Regions from separate parts of the Triticum aestivum genome. Here region 1 is linked to region 2. The links are chromatin contacts, called in public Hi-C maps. All regions are on one chromosome and are shown on one strand. Each heading gives the region's core, a stretch centred on a gene start, on an enhancer-like site or on the middle of the called end of the contact. The rest is flanking DNA. Distances are from core to core; before and after follow the strand shown. Region 1 holds the start of LOC123125419 (exosome complex component CSL4). Region 2 holds the start of LOC123122574 (protein ELC).

Region 1 (6,672 bases), core at 3,827-6,326, 160 kb before region 2:
AAAAACATAAAGAACAGGCAAACTACGCCTAACTACGCCAAACTTAAAAAAGCCTAGCCGCCGTCGTCGCCGCCGCCGTCTAAATGCCGAGAAGCATGTAGAAGCGGGTGTAGTTGCCGCCGCCGTCCCTGCTGCAGCCCTGGCCGGGGTCGCCGACACGCGGCAGGTGCTGGACGGCCCGGCCTCGCCCTCCTCATCGCTGTCGAGGACGATGACGCCGCCTTCCTCGGCGCGGCGACGGGCCTGGAGCTTCAGGTACGCCCGGCGCTGGCGGCGCACCTGCTCGCGGACATAATCCTCCTTCGCCCACTTGAGGGCGGACTCGTCGTGGGGGGCCACCATGTCGACGTGCTCCGGCTTCACGGGGAGCAGCCCCGGCTCGGGTTTCGGCTGGACCAGGCGCAGGGAGCGCCTCGCCGGTGCCGATCCAGGTGGGGAGGGCCGGGCACCCTCGTTGATGACGAGGGCTCTGCTGCGGGTGCGGCGCCCGAGCGGCGCCTCCTCCGGCTCGGGCTTGACGGGGCGGAACGCGGTCGGCGAGCCGGAGCCCGACGACGAGGACGACAAAGGCTCCATCCGCCGCCGTGTCCAGGAGCTACCACGGCGGCGAGAGAAGGACGGCCGCGGCGGGTACTTGAGGCGCGGCACGTTGCCGGTCTCGATGTGGTCGAGCACGGCCTCGAGGGTGCGGCCTGGCACGCCCCACCACTCGTGCCGCCCGTCGGCGTTGAGGCAGCCCCGCGGGATGACGCCGTTGGTGGAGGTGATCTGCTCTTCGCGGCGGCGTTGGAAGTACATGGTCCGGAGGGTGTGGCTGTCAGGGACGTAGCGCGGCTCGTTCCGCTGCTCCTTCGTCGGGGTCGAGCGGATGCGGGTGATCTCGGCCCGCCGTGCCGCCCCTTCGGGCACCGGTGACATCGGGACGCCACCGGCGCTGAGCCTCCACGTCCCCGGCAGCCGCATGTCCGGGGGCGCCGGGTACTCGGCCTCGTAGAGCAGGCGAGCCTCCGGCTCTTGGAGGTGGCAGCGGCCGAAGCCGTTCGCCGCCGCGCCGTCCCCTGGGTACCTCTCGGCCATCTTTTCCGTCGGCGGGAAGAGGGGAGAGTGTGTTTTCTGCGTCGGAGAGGGGGGGGGGGAATGAGAGCTGTGGCGTCCACCGGCGGGGAGGTCGGCTTTTATAGCCGCAGCTGGGCGGCGACGGGGCTGCATGCCGGGCGACGCGTGGCGGGATGCGCGTCGCGGCGCGTTCACTGCGCCACCCGTGAGGCATCAATGGAGGCTAACCGGCGCGGCAGCCTTCGCATTGATTCCCGCAGGAACCGAGGCGATGAGGGCGACCAAGTGGCGTCTCGCTGACTCGGCAGGCCCATCCACTTTCGCGCCAAAAACGCTCGCCCCGGCGCTCCCCAGCACGCCAGGTTCGGCCTGGGTCCGCCGGCTCCAGTTTTGGCACAAACCAGCAAAAATCGGGCTCCTAAGGCGCGACTGGGCCGATTTTTGGGCGCCGGCACGGAAAAATCGTCTGGGAAGGGCCTGTTGGGGGCACGGCTGGAGATGCTCTTAGCTTCCTCCCTAATTAGTTGCCTCGACTGTTAGAGTTGTCTAGTAGATATGAACCTAACATTAAAACATGTCTACATACATCCATGTCTATGGCAAATCTGAGTCAACTAATTTAAGACAGAGGGAGTACTTAGCTTCAGGGTTTACCACTCATTACTCGCACATTCACAATGTTACAACAATCTTTTACCCTTGAAACTTGAAAGCCTTCTGCAAATTATTAATCGCTTTGTGGCTCGGTGGCGAAGGCAATGTTCTCAGAACATTTTCAGACATGCACATGGCCTCCGAGATCGCTTTGACCATGCAGTTTGCAGCGAGAGTAATTAAGTTTTTGGGGGAGATCAGGCCGGCCACCTTGGGTAGTACTCACTCCGTTCCAAATTACTCATCATGGTTTTAGTTCAAATTTTTGAACTAAAACCACGACGAGTAATTTGGATCGGAGGGAGTAGGTTGGAGAGGTCGACAATGCTATCGACCAGCTGAAGTAGCACTGGCCCGGCCAGGCTCCAGGTCAGCATTAAACTGTTGCTCTGACCCGTAAACGACAATTAGTCTACTGGACATCTGGTAATCCCAAATTTCACTGTGTCAGTAAAACCGTCCTTAATTGTCACTGTAAAGTCTCCAGTGCAAGAATTTGACATTTTTTGTGTGTGCAAGAAAAAAATTCGATGTCAAGTTTTCCATAGTCAGTCTAGCCTCCACCAAAACTTCCAACTTTTACAAACCTAAGAACACCGGAGCATCAGAATCTCACATAAAGGCCTGAATAACATTCAACGGGCATAATTGTATTACACGATCAAAGCCCACTCAAAGTTGTACCACATGAGCAAGGTTAATGTGCTAAATCAAGTGGCAGTGATCATGTCATCAAAGCCCACTCAAAGTTGTACCACATGAGCAAGGTTAATGTGCTAAATCAAGTGGCAGTGATCATGTCAAGAGGACCAAGCGCCATTGATCGATCGAACATATCGTACACCGCCAAAACCTGTAAAGTGACAATAAGGAGATTATTACAAGTACACCCACAAACTTCCGGTGGAGGTACAGGTAGGCAGAAAAAATGGAATGGTATAGGGGCGATGAACATTTGAAAGCATGGTACAGTGGATAGAGGGGTAGACCAGTGAAACATTTACTGGATTACTGAACTTTTGCAATCTGATCAACAGTGAGCTAGACAATAATCAATGGCTGCATCAGTGTGCACTGTGCGGAGCAGAACTTGTAAACCAGAGACTAGGCTGAAGTAGCCAACTAGCCACTGTACAGAATATCAATACATTACAGGCTAGTAGCTGCTTCCACTAGTAAAATAAGGGCACATCATTTAGTACATAACTGAAACAGTCCGAGGCCTGAGGCTGGAAGGAGAGAAACAGCTCTGTAACCAAAAATTTTACCTTCCTAACTGGCAAAGTAAACAAGATCTATTCCACCTTTGCAACTTTCCTTTGCTCAATTTGGCCAGTCAATTCACATTGCATCTCAGTCCAACTGGTTGGGACCAGCGTACCACCTATATAGAGAAAAACAAGGGTAGCAGCATTAGCACAATTCTGCCTGAATCATACAATATTAGGAACAACTGTAACGAATTTCTACACTCACTTCACGAGGCATACTTGCATCCTGAAATTAATGGTGAGTAATTGGGCATGGCAGTAATAGAAAGCTTACCAGCTATACTTTGGGCAGAAACAACTCCAAGTTCATTCTTGGCAGTCGAAAGGTAGTATGCCCTTGCATCACCAAGAGAGAGCTTCAGCGTGATGTAAGGTTTGCAATCTGGTGAAAAGTATCAAGTACTCTGGCAAGACTGGAAGCTGGTTGCTAAATAATCAAATGAATAATTTCTGGAAATAAAGTGACTTGAAGCATGGAGATACACATGACCAAGACTCCAAGAGAAAACAAATAGGACACAACGTTCCCCCCTAAAGGATACAACCAGAGCTCTGACAATGTCGCCAGGTCGATAGGACTGGTACATATCCACCTTGTCAATCTCAGTTGCACGAACATCTTGCTGCCTACAAACATAAGAGCCTGGCATGAGGAACTAACTTCCCTGCAATACACTGTCTATTATCTACAAGAAAAATGATGAACAAAAGCAATTGACTCTAAACACTTTGGCAATCAACTCAAAAGCAAAGCCATACAAATAATCTATGAAGATCAGAACCAAATGGCAGCATAACAGCTACGGGCCAATACCTTATCATGCCAGTGAACTTTTCCTTGACAGCCTTTGAGTCAACACACATTATATCTGCAGAAGCCATCCTAGCCATAACCTTAGTCACCTGCAAAAGAAACAAGCAATCAATTAGCACTTCATCAGCAATTAAAAAGAAGTTGGCATGCAAATCTCTTTCAGCTAAACCACCTACAGTAAGAGACGTTGACCAGTGCCACTGCCTATAGCAGAATATCCACACATGCGAAAAAATGATGGTAAGATAGTTATGAACAAGAGATAGTATCTGCTAAAAAAACAGATATAGATGTAAGATATTTTCACCCTGTTTATTTGCTTAGAATCAGAGGGCAAGCCCAGGTTCTCTTTCCATGAAACACCAAACTCCCCATATTCGTTACGTAAAGTCATCTCCGGAGGTCAATAAGGAGATGATACAAAGAAATCTTCATACATGTACCAGATATTGTTTGGGAGCAAGCAGCCATATATGAACTTGTTTACTGCTAGGCTCAACACACGAACAATAGGCTGGTTGTTCACAAACATTACCTGAATTTCAAGTCAGTGAGGCTATACAGGTTAACAAGTTCAACCTTTAACAGGGAAAAGTAATTTCTATGTGGGTGAGTCTATTCGCACAGGCAATGCCGTTGCATTCTAGTGTTCTAACAGTTCAAATAATTTTAAGTAACTGCCACCCACATATGCCGGATATATCCACATGAAGCATGATTACAGACAACAACAGTATCCAGCCCCTAATTCAACCACGGCATCCGACGGGTACACAAATGCATCCAAGCAAAGCTAACAACATTCGATGGAACAAAACGCGGCCTCGGCACATCAATCTACTCCAATCAACGTTGTCCTGGAAACAGAGAGAGATCTTACACGGGCAATGACGATGCTCCCCGGCTGAGGCACGGCTCCGTGCGCCTTGTGCCCGACCACCTCCACCGTGGACCTCTGCAGCCAAACCAAAACGAGCCAACCAATCAATCAGAAGCAGCAGCGCGAGGAGCGAAGGGACGGACCGCCCCAGAAACCCTAGGTAAACCCCACCTGGTCGGAGGAGCCGGGGGCGGGGGCCACGAAGCGGCGGCGGCCGGTGACCGACGCGCGCACGGAGCGGCCGTCGGCGTAGGCGCCGCGCCCGGCCTCGAGGGACGAGGAGGGCCCGAGGAGCTCCCCCGGGGTGACCACCACCTCGGCGCCGCCGTCGTGCTCCATCGCCGTGGCCGCCATTGGTTGGGAGTTTGGGTTCGGGGGAATGCGAGGAGAGGGTTTCGCTCTGTCCGTTTCGGGTGACTTTTGTGGGCTGAACACACCCGTTTATTCGAGGCCGTACAGCCCAAGCAGTTGCTCCAAAATGGGCCCAACTTGCTAAAGAAACGGCCCAAGTTTTTGGAGATTGAGATTTGATTTATTCCAGACTCGATGAAGGGGGCGAGCAAGGTGGACCGGCCCACGCGCCGGGGAAGCCATAGCCTGTTTTTCTTGGTTTTTTATATTTTCTGTTTTCCTTTTTTGCTTTATTTTTTATTTTTGTTTATACTTTAAAATATTTTAATATATATTGCAAAATCACTATATAAAAAATATTCTAAAAATGTTGGAAAATTATTTGAAAAATGTAGAATGAGTATTTGAAAAATGTTGAACAAGTATTTGAAAATGTTGAATGAGTATTTCAAACACATTGAACAAATATGAAAATGACGAATAAGTATTTGAAAAATATGAACAAGTATTTGAAAAATGTTTAATGAGGATTTGGAAAAAGTTGAATAAGTATTTGAAAATGTTGAACAAGCATTTGAAAACTGTTGAATGAGTATTTGAAAAATGTTGAACAAGTATTTGAAAATGTTGAATGAGTAGTTGAAACACGTTGAACCAATATGAAAATGTTGAATAAGTATTTGAAAAATATTGAACAAGTATTTGAAAAATGTTTAATGAGTACTTGAAAAATGTTAAACAAGTATTTGAAAATGTTGAACAAGCATTTGAAAATTGTTGAATGAGTATTTGAAAAATATTGAACAAGTATTTGAAAATGTTGAATGAGTATTTGAAACTTGTTGAACAAATATTTGAAAATGTTGAATAAGTATTTGAAAAATATTGAACAAGTATTTGAAAAATGTTAATCAAGCGTTCGGTGAATTCTAAAAATAAAAATGTTATCCATTTATTAAGTAAATGATGAATTTTTTATCATGTCTATAAAAATTGTAACCAAGCATTTCAAAAAAATATTGAACAAGTATTTAAAAAATATTAAATGTATATAGAAAAATTGTTGACCATCTGTTAAAAAAATGTTAATCGTTTACATGAAAAATGTTAACCAAGCATTTCAAAATATAAAAAATGTCAAGAAAAAACTGTTCAACGTGTATTAAAAAATGTTTAATTCCTAGTGGAAAAAGTTAGACGTGTATTAGAAATTTTTTGTTAACATATACAAAAATGTAGAATAATAATCTAAAGAACGAAGTAAACCAGAAAAGGAAACAAAATAAAAAATAAAATGATGGAAAACGAAGAACAAAATGAAAAACAAAATTGAAAAAAAAACGGAGAAGAATAAAATTAAAAAACAAAAAAACCCAGATAAGATCAACAAAAAAGAAAGAAAAATAGAAGATAAATAAAGAAAATAAAAAAGTCAATGAAAACCAAGAATAAACAAAAAACAAATAAAAATAGAGAAAACTGAAAATACATCGAAAACAGAGGAAAAAGGGAAAAAAACTAGTGTTAAAACAAAAAGAAAACAAAAATTAGAAAAAAAATGGTGAAGAAATTACCTTAAGTACGTGGCGCCCTATAAGTCTAACACGAACTTGGTCGAGGCTTACTGGCTAGCAGCGCTAAAATGC
Region 2 (7,492 bases), core at 1,246-3,745:
AGGAGAGGCAGCCAAGGGGGCGCCCCAAGTAGGAGGAATCCTACTTGGGGTCCTCCCAATTCGGCCTCCTCCCTTTCCTTTTCCTATTCGGAGTAGGAAGGGAAGAGGGGGAAGGGGGGATCCTATTCCCTTTTTCCTTTCCTCCTTCCCCTTTCCTTCTCCAATTTGGCCAGCCAATATGGGGGGGGGGCACCAGCCCCTTTGTGGCTGGTGCGTTTCCCCTATTGGCCCATAAGGCCCATATCTTTTGCCGGGGGTGCCCGGAACCCCTTCCGGTGACCCGATACGTACCCGGTACCCTCAGAACACTTCCGGTGTCCGAATACTGTCGTCCTACATATCAATATTTACCTCTCGGCCATTTCAAGACTCCTCTTCATGTCCATGATATCATCCGGGACTCCGAACAACATTCGGTCACCAAATCACATAACTCATATAATACAAAATCATCATCGAACGTTAAGCGTGCGGACCCTATGGGTTCGAGAACTATGTAGACATGACCGAGACACCTCTCGGTCAATAACCAATAGCGGAACCTGGATGCTCATATTGGTTCCCACATATTCTACGAAGATCTTTATCGGTGGAACCGTTATGACAACATATGTCATCGGTATGTTACTTTCCCGAGATTCGATCGTCGGTATCTTCATACCTAGTTCAATCTCGTTACCGGCAAGTCTCTTTACTCGTTCCGTAATGCATCATCCCGCAACTAACTCATTAGTCACATTGCTTGCAAGGCTTCTTATGATGTGCATTACCGAGAGGGCCCAGAGATACCTCTCCGATACTCGGAGTGTCAAATCCTAATCTCGATCTATGCCAACCCAACAAACACCTTCGGAGATACCTGTAGAGCATCTTTATAATCACCCAGTTACGTTGTGACGTTTGATAGCACACAAGGCATTCCTCCGGTATCCGGGAGTTGCATAATCTCATAGTCGAAGGAATATGTAGTTGACATGAAGAAAGCAATAGCAATAAAACTGAATGATCAATATGCTATGCTAACGGATGGGTCTTGTCCATCACATCATTCTCCTAATGATGTGATCCCGTTTATCAAATGACAACACATGTCTATGGTTAGGAAACTTAACCATCTTTGATTAACGAGCTAGTCTAGTAGAGGCTTACTAGGGACACGGTGTTTTGTCTATGTATCCACAAATGTATCAAGTTTCCGGTTAATACAATTCTAGCATGAATAATAAACATGTATCATGATATAAGGAAATATAAAACAACAACTTTATTATTGCCTCTAGGGCATATCCTTCATACGAATGATCACGCGGGAGCTGAAACGTTTCTGTAGTGGAGATTGACCTATAAAAGAGATGTCGCTCCTCTTCAGAGTGATACATCAGAACACCGCCTTCTTCTTACTTCCAAGTTCCCGAGCACTGAGCTACTGCTACGATCTTCACCATCCCGGCTTGCGGCGTGCACCGCAGGTCGGGACAGTAGGCCTCCGAAACCCACCTCTTTGAGTCCTGTACGGGAGAAGGGTGATAAGATTTTTGGGGAGCGCTCTGTGCAACTACTGACTTGTTCATCACGGACACCCCAGACACCGACGATCACTTCCCCAACGACGGCTTCTTCCCCGACATTGACCACCTCTTCGACGACATGGCCGGCGAGGATGTCAACCCCGTCACCAATGCTTCTGTCGCAGCTCAGTACGTCTTCGTCTTTCTGTTTAAGTTCCTGCCACAGTTTCTTGTTCTAGTGTCTATTCTATATATGTTCTGTTCTAGTTCATATATGCAGATGCTATTTACCTTCTCTCTGTTAGATTACATGACTTGTTCTATCTCTGTTATAATAGTCATGTTTTATCTAGTATTTTTGTTCACAAAATCACATGGTAAATTGCTCATATTTCCAACACTCCCTTCCTCTTAGAAGCCTCGGCTTCACGGGACCGCGTCACCGTCGTCTTGGATCTCGAGGGGCGACGCGACGGTGGGTTGCCAAGATTTTTAAATATTTGTATTAAGGTGAGGTGCCTTATATCTCATCATTTTGTTGGTAGTGTTCCATCATTGCACGATGTACGTAGTAGTAAGACAACAAAAGAACGACATAAAAGCCATTGCGGAGTCAATAGGCAATAGATTGAGAGGATGAATGATTTATGACAAAGAAGGCAATGGACGATGAGCTCAATGGAAAAGAGCAGCTAGAGGGGTGCACGTTGTCTGTTGGAATACAAAGAAGAAGTATTTGTGTTTGTGTTGTGGTTGAACATTGCGTGCAATGTGCTTGTTTGTTGGGAGTAAAAGAACATTGTTTACAAATTTATTTGTTAGCGCGTGACAACACATGGGCAGTCAACTACTCAGATGTATCTTTGCTAATTCTATTCGTCAAATTAGTTTGTCAGAGGGTTTTTTCTAAGAAAACAAGTCGGATGCAAAATCAATTACTTCATTGCAAAGAAGCGAACCCTTCTTTTGTTTGAGAAAGTAGACTACTTCATTGCAAGGGAAGCGAACCTTCCTTACCCCTCCTATCGTGCACTCTTCTTCCTCCTTCCCCCAAATATCCAGAGAGAAGGCAGGAGGACCAAACCCTAGCCGCCGCCGCCCCGATCCGATGGCGCCGTCGCCGTCCCCGCCGCCGCCGGCGAGCGGAGCGCAGTACGCGCACCAGTTCCTCAACACCGCCCTCTCCCAGCGCGGTCCCTCGGCGCTCCCCTACGCGGAGGACGTCAAGTGGCTCATCCGCAACCACCTCGTCGCCCTCGCCGACGCCTTCCCCTCGCTCCACCCCAAGGCGGCCCTCTTCACCCACAACGACGGCCGCGCCGCGCACCTGCTCCAGGCCGACGGCACCGTCCCCATCCACCACGCCGGGGCAACCTACAACCTGCCCGCCGTCATCTGGCTGCCCGAGACCTACCCGCGCTCCCCGCCCCTCGTCTTCCTCTCCCCCACCCGCGACATGCTCATCAAGCCCCACCACCCGCTCGTCGACCGCTCCGGCCTCGTCGCCAACGCCCCCTACCTCCGCTCCTGGGTCTTCCCCTCCTCCAACCTCCTCGACCTCGTCAGATCCCTCTCCCACCTCTTCGGCCTCGACCCGCCGCTCTTCACCAGATCCGTCGCAGCCCCGTCTCCCACTCCTCCTCCCGCTCATCCTGCTCCTCCTCCCGCCGCCGCCTCCCCCGCCATGCGCCCCGAGGCCGTCTACGCTCCTGTCCCTCGCCCGTACAGGTTCCCGGCATCGCCCCAGCTCGCCGCGCGCCAGCCGCCCACAGAGGACCCAGCTGAGGTCTTCAAGCGCAACGCCATCTCCAAGCTTGTCGACACCGCCTACGCGGACGCTGCCGCCCTGCGCACCGCCCGCGAGGCAGAGGTCGACTCCCTCTTCGCCGTGCAGGCCGAGCTGCGTGGCCGAGGGGAGGCGGTGAACGATGGGGTTCGCAGGATCACGGAGGAGAAGGAGACGCTCGAGCGCCGGCTTCAGGACGTGGTGATGGCCACTGACGTCATTGAGGCCTGGGTTGCCGAGAACCGCAAGGGGGCTGCCGACGATGCCACTGAGGCGGAGGGGGCCATCCAGCCTGCTGACGTGCTGTCCAGGCAGATGCTGGAGTGCACAGCTACTGATTTGGCACTCGAGGACACCATCTACGCGCTTGACAAAGCTGTCCAGGAAGGATCGGTGCCCTTCGACGGCTACCTCAGGAGCGTGCGCGCACTTGCACGGGAGCAGTTCTTCCAGCGTGTCCTCTGCACCAAGGTTAACAATGCGCAGCAGCAGGCACAGGTTGCTAGGATGGCAGCACGGGCACCACAGTACGCCTCCTAGCCAAGATGATGGATAGGTCAGTATACATGCTTTATGATCGATCAATTCCATCCATTGTAAGAGAGTGGCTCAGTGTAAAGTTGGTTCCCGTTGTCGTTGATGTGTGTGCTTACTGAATATCAAACAGATGGATGTGTCACAATAATAACTTTATTAGTTTGGGTGTTGTAAGTTCATGGTGATGTTTGTGTAGGGTTGTTGAACTCGCAGTACATATCTCAGTTTTGAAATTTACACTCATTTCATTGATGTCTCTGTCTTTGGTAAGTCTCTACAGTATGTATGTTTGTTTGTTTGTTTTCTTAGATAGGCAAAAACAAAAAAAAACATACAGAGCCTAGTGTGTTGCTGTACTAGGTACAGTTGTACTATCCTAATTGCAGTCCGGAGATTGAAATCCAGGTATGAGAAGTATATGGACTCTTCAGTACTTTGGGAATGTTAGATATTTAGATGTTCTTTTTTCCTTCTGTCATGGCACTGCTGTGAACTTATTCCACTCTTGATACTTGGAACTGGAATAGTCTCCTAGCTGTGATATCCGGCTTGCACATATGTTTTGATAATTGTAAATGCATAACCATTTTTTTGTCCGTTGTGCTGCCGCTGAAGTTTGGCGGGTGCTTTGGCTTGGTGTTGGTGTTTCGAAGGTGTGTGTGATCTGAAGCCGACTGTTTCATTGCAATTTGTCTAGGCTTGAGGTTTATTTTCTGAAACAATGTTTCTTGGATTGCAGACTCTGAATTTGCTGAAGTAGATTATGTATGGTACTGAGTGTATTCAAAAGCTCTTTAAAAGCTTTTTGGGGTGTTTTTTAAACTATAAACAGTTGGGTAACCTTTTGCGGTGTTATGCGGGAAAGCTATTTAAAAGCCTATTCCGATCTTACCACCCCAAAATTACCCTTGGTTACGAAATCCCATGCCATGAGGACAAATTGTAACAAAGAGATTTGTATCTCCATAGATGTGATCCAAACATTACAGGGTTCCAACTTCCAAGCACACCAATTTCTTGAGCTGCACTAATGTACAAAGCATGTGCATAAGTTGTCCTATCAATATGACTATCCTTCAGGGAGGAAGCAACGAATATAGAGACCAAACAGTGGCTTGAGAACTGAAAACACCTTAGAATATACTCCCTCCGTATAGAAATATAAAAGCGTTTAGATCTAAACGCTCTTATATTTCTTTACAGAGGGAGTACTATTAGCAGAGTTAGCTTGGCGGCACGCCGCATACCTGTGTGAACTCTTGCTGTCGATACCCGTATCAGCCCAGCACCAGATTCAAGAATCTATGAGTTTAGGTACCACACTGACCTTGCACTGGCAACGAAATTAGTTGTCATCACCACGAGAATCTCTCACCACCCCAAAAATCGGAGAAAGAAGAGGAGTACTCACCTTTCAGATGTTAATTTATTTACTGCCAGGCCTGCTGTGTGGATTTTGTGCCCAGGAGATTCATATATTATTAAAGAGTACCACATGTTATTAAAGGGTACCACAGTAGGCGATCTAACCCTGGTGTTCTTTGCAACACAAGAGTACTGCAGCAGGTGTTCTTTTAACTTTGTTCATGCGCCTGTTCTTTCCACTCATTTTCCTAGAAGCAACTGAAAATTTGGATTTGATTACATAGCAACATGAAGCACATGCGCGGTGGTAAGCGGCACGATCAAGACAGGGCTCGGTGGTGTGTTCGTCAATACTCCAAACTGCTGTGGCATCAACCGTCCCTGATATAATTCAGACTATCGCGTGCAGGCGATCCAGGATGCTTTCCTTGAGAAAAAGAATCATCTATGCCCATCTCATATGAGTGATCTTGCCCCCAGTGTTCTGGATATACAGGTGAACATCATTCCTGTTTTTATTCCTTTAGTCATCGCACATGTGCAGTGCATCTTTCTGAATATCTATACACAAGTTTTTTGTCATTGACTTTTAGTTTAGAAAGAATTAGATATAACTACATTTTAGAAATATTGGAAGATGCTCGACCTTTTTGTCTTCGGTTTGATGGTACAGAGCGTGTTCTTTCTTTTGCCAAAGGTGTTAGGGCGAACAGAAACCGAAACAGCCCACTTGGATATCAGTGTAGAAATGGTTGTGTAGATCAAAACTGCATGCAGGGATAAGCAATGATGTGCATAATCGTAAATCCGTATGATGGTAGGCTGCACTTTAGGACTGTAGCATGTGACATCTCCAGTTGTTTTCAGATCTGATTGATTTTCAAGTTTTTGTGCAATACTATATCAAACAAATGTGCATTTACTACTCTTGCAGTCAGAATTGAGTTGTCAGATTTAAGCCATCTTAAGTTGTCAGTAGATTGTTGGTGTTTATAGGGTAGATGGCAGAATTGCTTCCTGCTCCATTGCAACTCTGACCAACCTTAACCTGAACTTTGAAGCTCCATACAACACCTATATAGTTAGCTGAAGGCTTGATAGACTATGGGTCCGGGTCACTGAATTTCATTGTAGTCACAAGTTGAACTCTGCCATTAAGATATTTGAAAACAAGATTTGATATAATTATTTCGAAGCTTGATTAAAACATCAACATTCTTACAAGACTACAGAAATGCTCCCTTCGTCCCAAAATAAGTGTCGTGCTTTTAGTTCAAATTTGAACTAAAACCATGACACTTATTTTCGAACAGAGGGAGAGTAGTAAATAAGACTCACATTGCCGATTTATGTGTCAATTTGGCATGGGGTCATGGTGCATGCTGATGTTCCACTCTCGGACAGAGAGTGCAAGCACAGTGTAACATCACAACATTTCACATGATTGAATTTCTAAAAGACCTTTGAAATGCACTTTTCAGTTTTGAGTTGGACATGATGGTGGAATCTGTTAACGTGGCGATTAAGTGTGTTCAGGAGCTGATAGAAAAAACAAGACACTTCAATCAAACCAGCATGCATAATGCATTGGGTGTGTATTGGAGTAGTTATTTCGTTCAAGACGGGCCCAGTGTTGAAGACGTTTTTACTTGTATGAACAGTGGTTTTATTGGTGCGTTCATTGGGCTTTACAAGAAGCCCCACTCAGCCAGGCTTGGACCTTTGCTGTTCCAGACGTTTTATCAGAAAAATGTATTCCTTGGTACAACTGTACTTGATGTGAGGCCAGCTCCACATCTGTCTAAATCTGTACCCATATCCTGACCTGAAGTACCTAAATCTGTACCCATATTCATTGGTGCTGCAATAGGCTTTCAGATTATGTCCTTATTTGTCGAATATATGCTAGAAAGAAGGAATTTTCTGAAGAATGCTTGAAAGGCAGAGTTCAGCAAACAAATGACAATTATTTGTCCCCTCAGGAAGCTCTCACACAATCGGGCACTCGATCTCTATGGTGCCAAAAGAACCTACAGATCGGTACATCATTTACTGAGGATCTGCTTCACATAGAGGATCACACTGATAGGGTTACCCAGCCAAAAAACTCTCATGTAGTATAAGTATTGCCTTGTCACTGTGGTAAGCAAAATAATTCTTATCGACAAGGATTTCTAAAGGTCAAAAATAGTAATCTTTGACCAAGTTTATAAAGAAAATCATTTATATCTGCAATACCAAGTATATACAGTATGAAAATATGTCTCATGATGTATCTATTGATATACACTTGGTA

The links. Hi-C and Micro-C count contacts between places; a contact is called where the count stands out from the background.
Region 1: a Hi-C map of leaf shows a contact between it and region 2, with 6 times the contacts expected there. The contact joins the promoter of LOC123125419 here to the promoter of LOC123122574 in region 2. A contact is called at or near these places in 2 of 5 Hi-C or Micro-C datasets (both in leaf).

Annotation. Positions count from the first base shown.
Region 1 is chr5D:445,418,004-445,424,675 of IWGSC CS RefSeq v2.1, reverse strand. It overlaps LOC123125419 (exosome complex component CSL4), which reads right to left and starts at 5,076. Exons shown (of 7, transcript XM_044545914.1): 1 at 4,847-5,076; 2 at 4,676-4,750; 3 at 3,796-3,884; 4 at 3,524-3,608; 5 at 3,256-3,337; 6 at 2,979-3,094; 7 at 2,315-2,563. The coding sequence starts at 5,029. The coding sequence ends at 3,006.
Region 2 is chr5D:445,254,719-445,262,210 of IWGSC CS RefSeq v2.1, reverse strand. LOC123122574 (protein ELC) reads left to right here and starts at 2,495. Exons shown (of 1, transcript XM_044542787.1): 1 at 2,495-4,083. The coding sequence starts at 2,617. The coding sequence ends at 3,834.